Linked DNA regions of Mus musculus: region 2 is linked to region 1. The links are chromatin contacts, called in public Micro-C maps. All regions are on one chromosome and are shown on one strand. The core of a region is the stretch at or near the end of the contact, and the rest is flanking DNA. Distances in the headings are between cores, read along the strand shown.

Region 1 (4,650 bases), core at 1,460-3,959:
ATGAACTGCAGGTCCAAGGGACACAGAGACCAGTGTGGGCAGCTGCTCTGCTCTGTTCTCCTGGGAATCTATTCAGCTGAGGAAACTGCACCTCACCACGTACCTCACCACATCTCAAACGCCATGGTGCTATTACGTTAGGCACTATTTCTCCCCACCCCTCACATCCTAACATCCTGTGCTCATGGACTCTTAGCACAATCACCTCTCTCCAACCCCGCCCTCCCCCACCCCAACAGCTTCCAATCCAGCTCTGCATTGCCTCTGGAGACAGGTACAGAGCCACCCATCCCAGGGCTGCCTCTCACCCTGTAGTTGCCAGCCTTTCCACAGGGCAGAACTTAAGCTTTGGTCTCCTCAGCCCAGAGTCTGGGCTTCCTGAAACAAAAGAGGAGAAAGTGCTGCCCAAATTCTGATTTGTTTTATCTTTGAGATTTTCTTTTTATTTTATTCTGTGTGGCTTTTTGCCTGCAGGTATGTCTGAGCACCACATGCACAAGGAATCGAGAAGAGGGTGTGTGTGCCCCGGGACTGGTGTTACCTGCCATGTCGGTGCTGGAAATTGAAGGACGGTCCTCTCCAAGAGCAATGAGTGGTTTTGTTTTTTGTTTTTGTTTTTTTTTTTGACAGGGTTCTCTGTATAGCCCTGGCTGTCCTGGAACTCACTTTGTAGACTAGGCTGGTCTTGAACTCAGAAATCCGCCTGCCTCTGCCTCCCGAGAGCTGGGATTAAAGGCATGAGCCACCACACCCGGCTGCAGTGAGTGCTCTTAATGGTGCCATTTCTCCAGCCCCAGACTTTAATTTAGTTATTAAAATTTTTTTTTTCGGACAGGGTGTATATACATAGCCCTGGCTGTCCTGGAACTCTCAAAGACCTGTCTGACTCTGCCTTCCTTGTGCAGGAATTAAAGGCATGCGCAGCCACACCCAGAGGAAAAAAGTAATGTTTATTGTATGTGTTTGTGTGTGTGTGTGTGTGTGTGTGTACATGTGTGTACAGGCTTCTTGAATTAGTTTGTTCCTTTCCTCCAACGTATGAGCCCTGGGGATTCCATCCTCAGGTCATCAGGCTTGGTGTCAGTCTCCTTTGTCTACTGAGCCTTCTGCTTAGCCCCAGATTCTGGTGTCTAATACCCTCCTATGCCCGAGGAGTGTGGCATACTGCCTGACTGGCATCAGGTGAGTCCCCAGGGTTTGATTCCTAGCACCATAAGCACACTCACACAGAATCAACAAGCTGGGTGTGGTGACTGAATGCCTGTAATCGCATCATCGGGGGGTACCAAGTCAAACCTCTCTTTCAAAACAAACACAGAGGTTGTTCAACAGTTAAGGGCACATATTCATTTCCTAGTGCCCACGTCAAATGGCTCACAACCATCTGTAACTCCAGCTCCAAGATATTTCAACACCTGTGAGGCCTTTTCAGGTACCTGTACTCACCTGTGCATGTCCAGACAGATAGGCAGACAAGGCACTGACACACGCACACATACAACTTAAAAAAAATTTAACCTAAAAAGATAAACCTCAAACAAACAAACAAACAAACAAACAAAAACACTAAGCCTCCCCACCCCCCAACAAAACAAACTGGAAATTCAAGCCTACTCAAACCATTATGTGGCTCCAAAAGCCATCTTTAGGTATGGATGAGGAGGGAGACAAGACTGGGCTTTAGGATGCCAAAAGTTAGCCTCTGTGCTTTTCCTTCTGACTCCAGCCAAGACTCCTGGTCTTCAACAAGATCATATGTCTCTCGCTTTAGTAGGGTCCTGGTTACAGACTGTGAGGATGTCTCAGGAAAGGGATTGATTTTGAAATCCAAACAACAACGCTGAGAGCTATGTTTGGGGCCCAGTGGATTTATTATATCTCCCCAAGAATGGCATCTATAAGCCTTGGCTCGGGGCTTCTACCTCCCCTTTTGGCAGCCAGCCTTGTGAATTCTGCACACAGGCTGAAAATCAGTGCTGATGCTGGGAAGAGGTTACAGTTGCGAGCTTGCATGCAACAGGGTCCTTGGTGCCTTGAGCTACCTCCTATGACATTCCAAATACACCACCTAAAAGAAATATCAGCTATAAGGCTTCCTACGCTACCGTCCCCCCAAAGCCCCATCTGGTCAAATCTAGAGCTTGCTGCATTTTGTAATCTAGAGCGGTACAGGCCACAGCCGGGTTACCCAACTGTAGAGGCCGCACCCGCGTTTGCAGGGCGGGTGATGGCAGTAATTCCTGGCAAGCCCTAGCCTGCTCGGAATTAACGGGTCTGCCTCACCCGGAAAAGAGGGACCCGTGCCTCAGGCCCCTCCCGGACAGGCACCTGCCTTCCAGAGCTGCGAGTCCCAGCACTGGAACCCACAAACCTTAGAAACCCCTAAACCCACCATGGAGCAGAGGAAGGGTCAGCGCCTGAGGCCGTGCTGTGGGAGGGAGGACCGCTCTCCGGAGGGCTGGCTCAGGTGCGTCCGAGGGACCCGCACCCCACGCCGGCCCTTTCCCACCCCTCGCCTTCTCCTCACCTGAGACCACCAGCGCCTCGTTGGGGCCCACCGTGTGGCAGTTGCCCATGGCGCCGTTGGCAGGCCAGCAGGCCTTGGGTCCGCAGCGACCGGGAGGGCTGTGGCGGGTCCGCAGCGCCGGCCGCGCCCAGCCTATCCCGCCTCCCCCAGCCCCGCCCGCCTGCGCCCCTCTGCGGCCGCGGCCCCGCCGGAAGTGTAGCGGCGGAGGGCGGGGCCGGCATGTGGAAAGAGGCGGGAGCCAGAGCATCCACAGTCAGCTCGCTTTATTCCAGGGGGTTTGGCCCTGTAGCACCTTTGGGGCACCTCAGTTGTATCACAGTTACTACTGCGTCACCTCGGGCACCGGCCCTAGGGCAGACTCCCGGGCTCAAAACCCCAGTTCCTGCCCTGACTTAGTCCTTTCCCAATTCCGCCTCCATAAAAATGGGGGTAAATTCACTACCTAGCTAGAAAGTTGCCAAGGGCTGAATTCAGTCAGTAATTAATGTTTAACATCTGCAGTGCATCAACCACAAAGTCTCCGGCCCTTTCCCTGGGCAGATCACTACTCAGGGAAGGGCTCAGAAATCTGAAAATCAAATTCCAGAGCAACACAGTATCTCATATATCATCCCTGAATCTGGGGTTACAGTGTCTCTTAGGAAGTAGTATTCATTTCCTTTCACAAGGAAAAGGGCTGTTCAGGACATGACAAGAGGTTCCGAGGTAAATGTGGCAACCCTTCAGTGCCCAGGCACACAACTGAGATTTTTGAGGGATCCCACTGGGCTACAAAAGCATTCTATCCCGGGGGTTAGGAAAGTTAGGGTGTAGGTTCATCCTTCACCTGAATTCTTCGCTGTGTCAATTTGGATAAGTCTTGCGAGCCCTGATAGCTATGAGAAGGTCCAGAAACTGTGGTTTTCTCAGGGCTGGGGGCGCTCTGAGAAGATGGGGCCCTGGGATCCTCAGGTTCCGGCTCTTCATCAGGGTCATCATCATCGTCTCCAGGTGCAAGCCCTGCCAACTTCTTGGTAGCTTTCCATAGCCTTTGAGCAGCCTGGTCATCTCTAGCAGCTGGGGAGACCTCCTCCACGTGGCAGTTGGCAAAATATCTCCCGCTGAGGGGCTCAATGCCCTCCTGCAGAGCGCAGTACAGGGGTGTCTGGGCACCCCCTTGAGGTGCCCGGAGCACCAGCCAAGCCAGTGGGCGCAAAATAGGACGCAGCCATCCAGGAAGATGACGCAGGAAGAGCTCCGAGTTCACAGGTCCTGTGGGCAGGAAGAAAGAGGATTTGTGGAGGAAGGCAATGGGGGCCCAGGCATCAGGCAGGGAAAAAAACCAGCTAGGATCAGACGGTAGAATCTGCTTCCAGGGAAAGTGTCTACCAGGTATTCAGGGGCCCCACAAGGTGATTTAACCCATTTCCTACAGAAAGCCTTCCTACCAGCCTAACGGCCTGTATAGTCCCATCTCCTAGGCTGTGCTTATGTGTGTTCTATGTTCTTTGCTGTTTAATCGCTATTGTCCCCGCTTTTGGTGCTAGTGACTTGAACCCAGGGCTGTGTACCTGCTGTCTAGTACTCTATCAACTGAGCTACATCCCTGGTCCTTTCCTTTCTTTCTGAGAAAGAGTCTCACGCCTCTGTAAATTCAGTCTAACCTCGAACTGGCAGCAATACACCTGCCTCAGCTTCCCACTGGGGGTACCACAGTGCCTAATTCATACCAGCTTTTCATCTATCTTGAGCCCCATTCCTTTGTTTAGCCATCATTTTTAAGAACCTATAGTATATCAGCCACCGTTTTTTTTTTTTAACACTGGGGATCTGTAATTGTAACAAGAGCTTAATAAAGGTTAATAGCATTATTATCAGTGCGATTACAAAGAAGCCCCAAACAACGGTTTTCTAAGATGTTAGTACGATGATCTAGGCGAGCCCTGTCTATTGTAGCCTATTGTCTAAGGACAAAGATGATTCACCAGCCCATGTCTCCTCCTCCTCCGTTCTAGGCACACCAGCCTCCTGCAGCACATTAGCAACACCTGCCTCTGTGCTCCTTATTCAAGTTCTGAGCTTCAAAGATCCCTTTATCTCTTTCAGATCTGTGTTCAATTCTAACCAAGTGTCTTCCTTGACAG
Region 2 (4,157 bases), core at 1,343-3,842, 310 kb before region 1:
TGGAGACTTGGGTACTGCCAGCCTCCGGTACCACATCCTCTCCGCTGACCTACAGAGGCCCGGAAGTCACCCCCAGGTCCCTGGGCCACCCCCTATCCCTCTGTGGTTGAAAAAGGAAGTGAATATAAAGCTATTCTCTCATCCTTCGGCCTGTCTCCTCCCCAAGCCGGGGACAGCCCCCTCCAGGAAGCCCTCCTGACAGCTCTCTAGCTCGTTGGAGCTGAGGTCTGAGATAAAGCTATAGAAAGATGCTGCAGGGCAGAGGGAGAAGGGGGGGCAGAACTGGAAGCAGAGGCCTAGTTGCCCAACTCCCAGGAAAAGCCTCCTTTCTTACAGCAGGCCCAGCCTGGAACCCTCTCCTCTCACTGGGAAGGATTTCTCACACTCTGCACTCAGTCTCTTACACTGCAAACTCAACTTGTGGGCCTCTCTGCCCTTACAAGGAGCGAGGATCAGGGGCTGCCTAGGAAGGCAGCCACTTCCTCTCCTCAGCCAAGAAAAAGACGAGGCCTAGGACCCAAGGTCAGGCCAGAGTAATGAGCAGAGTGGCTCAGAACCCACCTGCTCTCGTCCTTGTGGACAGAAATAGCTTCCTAATCTGGATTCAAGGCCTGGTAATCCAGAAACAGCAAACCTCAGCCCTGTGTGATTAGGGTCACAAGATGCAGGCAAGGTGGAGAGGCCTGGAACCCTGTTTTCAAATCCTGCACAGAAAAGGGCTCTTAAAGAGGCACTTGTCTTAACTCATCCTCCACATGCTATGCCATTTCCTCCAGACTGGGAGACACATGCTGTGACTTCACCTGGAAGCTTCCTCCATTGCAAAATAAGCCTCCAGTTATCCAGGCCAGAGGCCAGTGAACCTGCCCTCCAACGCACAGGGCCAAGCTAAGCTGTAAGGTCTCCTGTTGCAAAAGGCAGCAGCCCACGGGCTTCCACATCAGCCTGGTCAAGGCCCCTCCCTCCACTGAGGGCTGCCTGGCCAAGGAAGCAAGTGCTGGGGAAGTCTAGCCAAGAATGCCGCTGTCTAGCCCTGGAAGGAGGAGGGAGGCCCCTGGGGACCCAGATGCACAAGCTCAGGCCTGTCATCCTGGTCCCCTCCACAGCTGTCTGGGAGCCCTGGGCTCTGCTGCTCCTGAGGCTAGCGGGTTTATTTCCACACTAGCACCCGTGTCCATCCCAGAGAAGGGAAGTCTAAGCTCACAAGTGGAGCCGGAGCAGGTTGCTGGTGACCTACCCATTCCAAGGCAACCCGCCACTGTCTCTCCAAATACCTTCCATTCCTCAAGGCTCAGCCAACCTTTTGCCAGAAGACTCTCTAGTCCTTGTGCACTGTCTGTAGCGGTGCCTGCCTTGGCCCTGAACGATCACTTATCTGCCTGCAGGCAGCCACTCTGAACAGTCCTATGTAGCTTCCAACACTGTTGATAAAGGAACCCTGTTGACAGCGTGCACAGCATGCCAAACATTGTCCAAAATCAGAAGACTGGCTTTATTTTTCACAATAACCTTGAGGGAGGTAACATTGTTCTTGTTCCCATTTTACAGATGGGAAAAAAAAAAAAAAAAAAAAAAAAAAGCAAACATGCTCCTGCAAATGAAATTACATCCCCAAGGTCACACAGCCAATTTCCGGGCAAACTCTGGGACTCTAATCCAGGTAGCACAGCTCAGAAACTCAGTTTCAGTGGAGACTAGCCTTCCCTTGATGAGAGAGCCCTGGAAAAAGAACAAGTCCTGACTTGGGGGGAGGGGGGTCACGCACTTGCTTCCATCACAGGGCCCACAGCCAACAGACGGAAGCACCCGTATCAGCAATGTTCCTGGGCAGAGTATGGCCTCAGCCTTCCTCGGGGAAGCAGAGTGAGGGCTATAACGGTCGGTCAGGGAGCCTGAAGGTTTTCCTTGCCTCCACCTAGCCTGATGTGGCCACTGAAGACAGCCTGCAATGAGGCACACTCCTCTGTGCGAGCACCCTCAAAGGGTTCCGAAGACTCCACTGGGGAAAGGGTTACAGATGCAGCTGCTGCCCCACCTCCACCATGGGAAAAGGGGTGGGCCCCTTGAAAAAGAAGGAGTGGGGTGAAAAGAAGCCACTTCAAGGAGAGGAGGGGGCGCATCAAGAGACCAAGGGAAAGAGCACAGAGATTTCAGGCTTGGAGGCAAAGAGAGAGAGAGTAAGGGGATACAGAGGAGGGGCACTGCGTGGGGGAGGGGTGGGGGCTGGACTCTGAGCCTCGTGGGCCCCCTCCCGCGCTCTCCCTCCAGCCCGCGGGTGGCGCTCCCTCGCCGGTGCTCACCACCCGTGATCCGCTGCAGCCCCAGCACATCCTCCGGCCCGATGGGCTGCTTGCCCTGCAGCGGCCCCAGCCTGGGCCCCGGGCCTGGCTCCGGCTCCGACTCGGACCCGGACTCAGCTTCCGCCCCAGGCTCCCGCGTGGGCTCCGCGCTCCGGTTCGAGGCCCCTGGAACGGGCTCCGCCCCCGACCCGGTCCCGCCGCCGCCTTTCTTCACCTTCATGGCCTCGCGGGGCCGCAGATCCTCGCCCGCTGCCACCGCCGCCGCTGCTTGCGCCGGCTGGAGCCAGGGGAAGGGGGAGCGTCCGCCGCCCCACCCCCGGCCGGGCCCCAGGTGCCGTCCCGCCTTGGTCACGCCCACGGGAGGCGGGTCACACATACCCCGCCCACCGCCTGGCGTCTCCAGCGGGGGAGCCAGAATCCTGGGGGTCCTTGTGAACTTTTTGACAATGTAGATTCTTTTTGACAATGTAGTTACCGAATACCTCTCCTCTTTCTCTCCTGGGTTCCAACCTCAAGGTCTTTCCCTGATACCTTTGTCCTGACTTCAGCCCAGGTCTCAACCCACCCAGTTCTAAAGTACTTCTTCTCAATTTCCAGCTAACCAGCCCTTTTTTTTTTGTAATACATTAAGTGAAATTCTTGCTTGTTCCCTGACCCTTCCTCCTCAAAGGTCAGCTCTATGAAAGCAGAGATGCTCTATACACTGTTCCTCGTAACACCCTAGCACTACCACACAGCTCCTTGCAGCCAGTACCCACCCAGTATTTTCCTTTGTTGAATTGAGTTGCTATCCCAGGGCTGTCACTGGCTCAAGCTACTCCCCACTAGAACTCCTGCTAAAAGCTGCTTCAGGCACCCTACAATCCGCAGGCACCCTACAACATGCAGGCAGCACAGCCCAGGTGTCGAGCCGTCCCCAGGATGCTCAGGACGGGAGGCAGGAAGAACACATGGTGAGCTAGAACAGGTCAGTCTGCTTCTCACACAAGAACGAGTTATGGTCATCCATATCAACTCATATTCAACCAACGTTTAATAACAGTCTAATGTATGTTTTTAAAGAGCCCAATATACAGAACACTTTTACAGGCTTATCACATTTAATCCAGCCCCTTTCTGAGGGTGACATCATCAGTGCTTTCCCACCAATGGAAACCTGAGGCTCAGGTGAGGAGCGAGGAGCGGCTTAGCTGATGCTCTCTAGTCTGTTAAGTGCAGAAGCCGGAGTCTGATTCAGGCCTGTTGGGTTCCAAGTCAGAAATGTTTTCTCCTGTTCCACACTACCTCTCTGAAAGGGTAGAGGGGAACCTTAGCCACAAGGTAGAAGATCCTAAGCCACTGCCTCCTAGACCAGGCTGTCCCCAGTGGGTGACGCCAGTCAAGAAGCTGAGGAAGGAGGGAGGTGGTCTCAGAAGTGGAGAGGACAGGGCTACAATTCAACTCAAGTACTCCCCTAAATTCACCTCTCAGTGCGTTTGTATGCTGTGCTGACAGGCTGCAAGGACAAAGTACCCCTGTCCAGAGGTAGGCACACAAAGGCTTTCAAGTTCGAGCCAGATATGGAGATCAGGAAGGGTACCTTCTGAGGCTTGTAGGCATGGAGGAGCAAGCCAGTGGACTAGGAGGGGAAGGGAGCCCATCGTGGAGTGCCATCCGTAGAGAGCCCACGGGCGAGAGTGAAGACATGTCATCACCAGCAGACCTTGCCTTGGTCTCTTGGCCCAACACCCTCCCAGCGTGGCTAGAGAGGAGGGCTCCCTCTGACATGCTGCCCGGATCAGTCTATCTTCTCAGGCTTTTTCCAGGACTTGCGAGTTTCCTGAAAGATCTTAACCAGGGACAGGAGGATGGGCACAG

Evidence for each region. Hi-C and Micro-C count contacts between places; a contact is called where the count stands out from the background.
Region 2: a contact with region 1 is called in a Micro-C map of B cells, with 4 times the contacts expected there. The contact joins the promoter of Unc119 here to the promoter of Flot2 in region 1. A contact is called at or near these places in 8 of 39 promoter capture datasets (the HPC-7 cell line, cranial neural crest, embryonic stem cells and 4 more), 2 of 484 Hi-C or Micro-C datasets (B cells and embryonic stem cells) and 3 of 9 other capture datasets (adipose tissue, liver and pancreatic islet).

The regions. Positions count from the first base shown.
Region 1 is chr11:78,035,990-78,040,639 of GRCm38.p6, reverse strand. Flot2 (flotillin 2) reads right to left here and starts at 2,709. Exons shown (of 11, transcript NM_001040403.2): 1 at 2,528-2,709. The coding sequence starts at 2,576. Dhrs13 (dehydrogenase/reductase (SDR family) member 13) reads right to left here. Exons shown (of 5, transcript NM_183286.2): 5 at 2,776-3,778. The coding sequence ends at 3,330.
Region 2 is chr11:78,341,930-78,346,086 of GRCm38.p6, reverse strand. It overlaps Unc119 (unc-119 lipid binding chaperone), which reads right to left and starts at 2,592. Exons shown (of 5, transcript NM_011676.3): 1 at 2,301-2,592. The coding sequence starts at 2,520. It overlaps Pigs (phosphatidylinositol glycan anchor biosynthesis, class S), which reads right to left. Exons shown (of 12, transcript NM_201406.1): 12 at 3,311-4,157. The coding sequence ends at 4,078.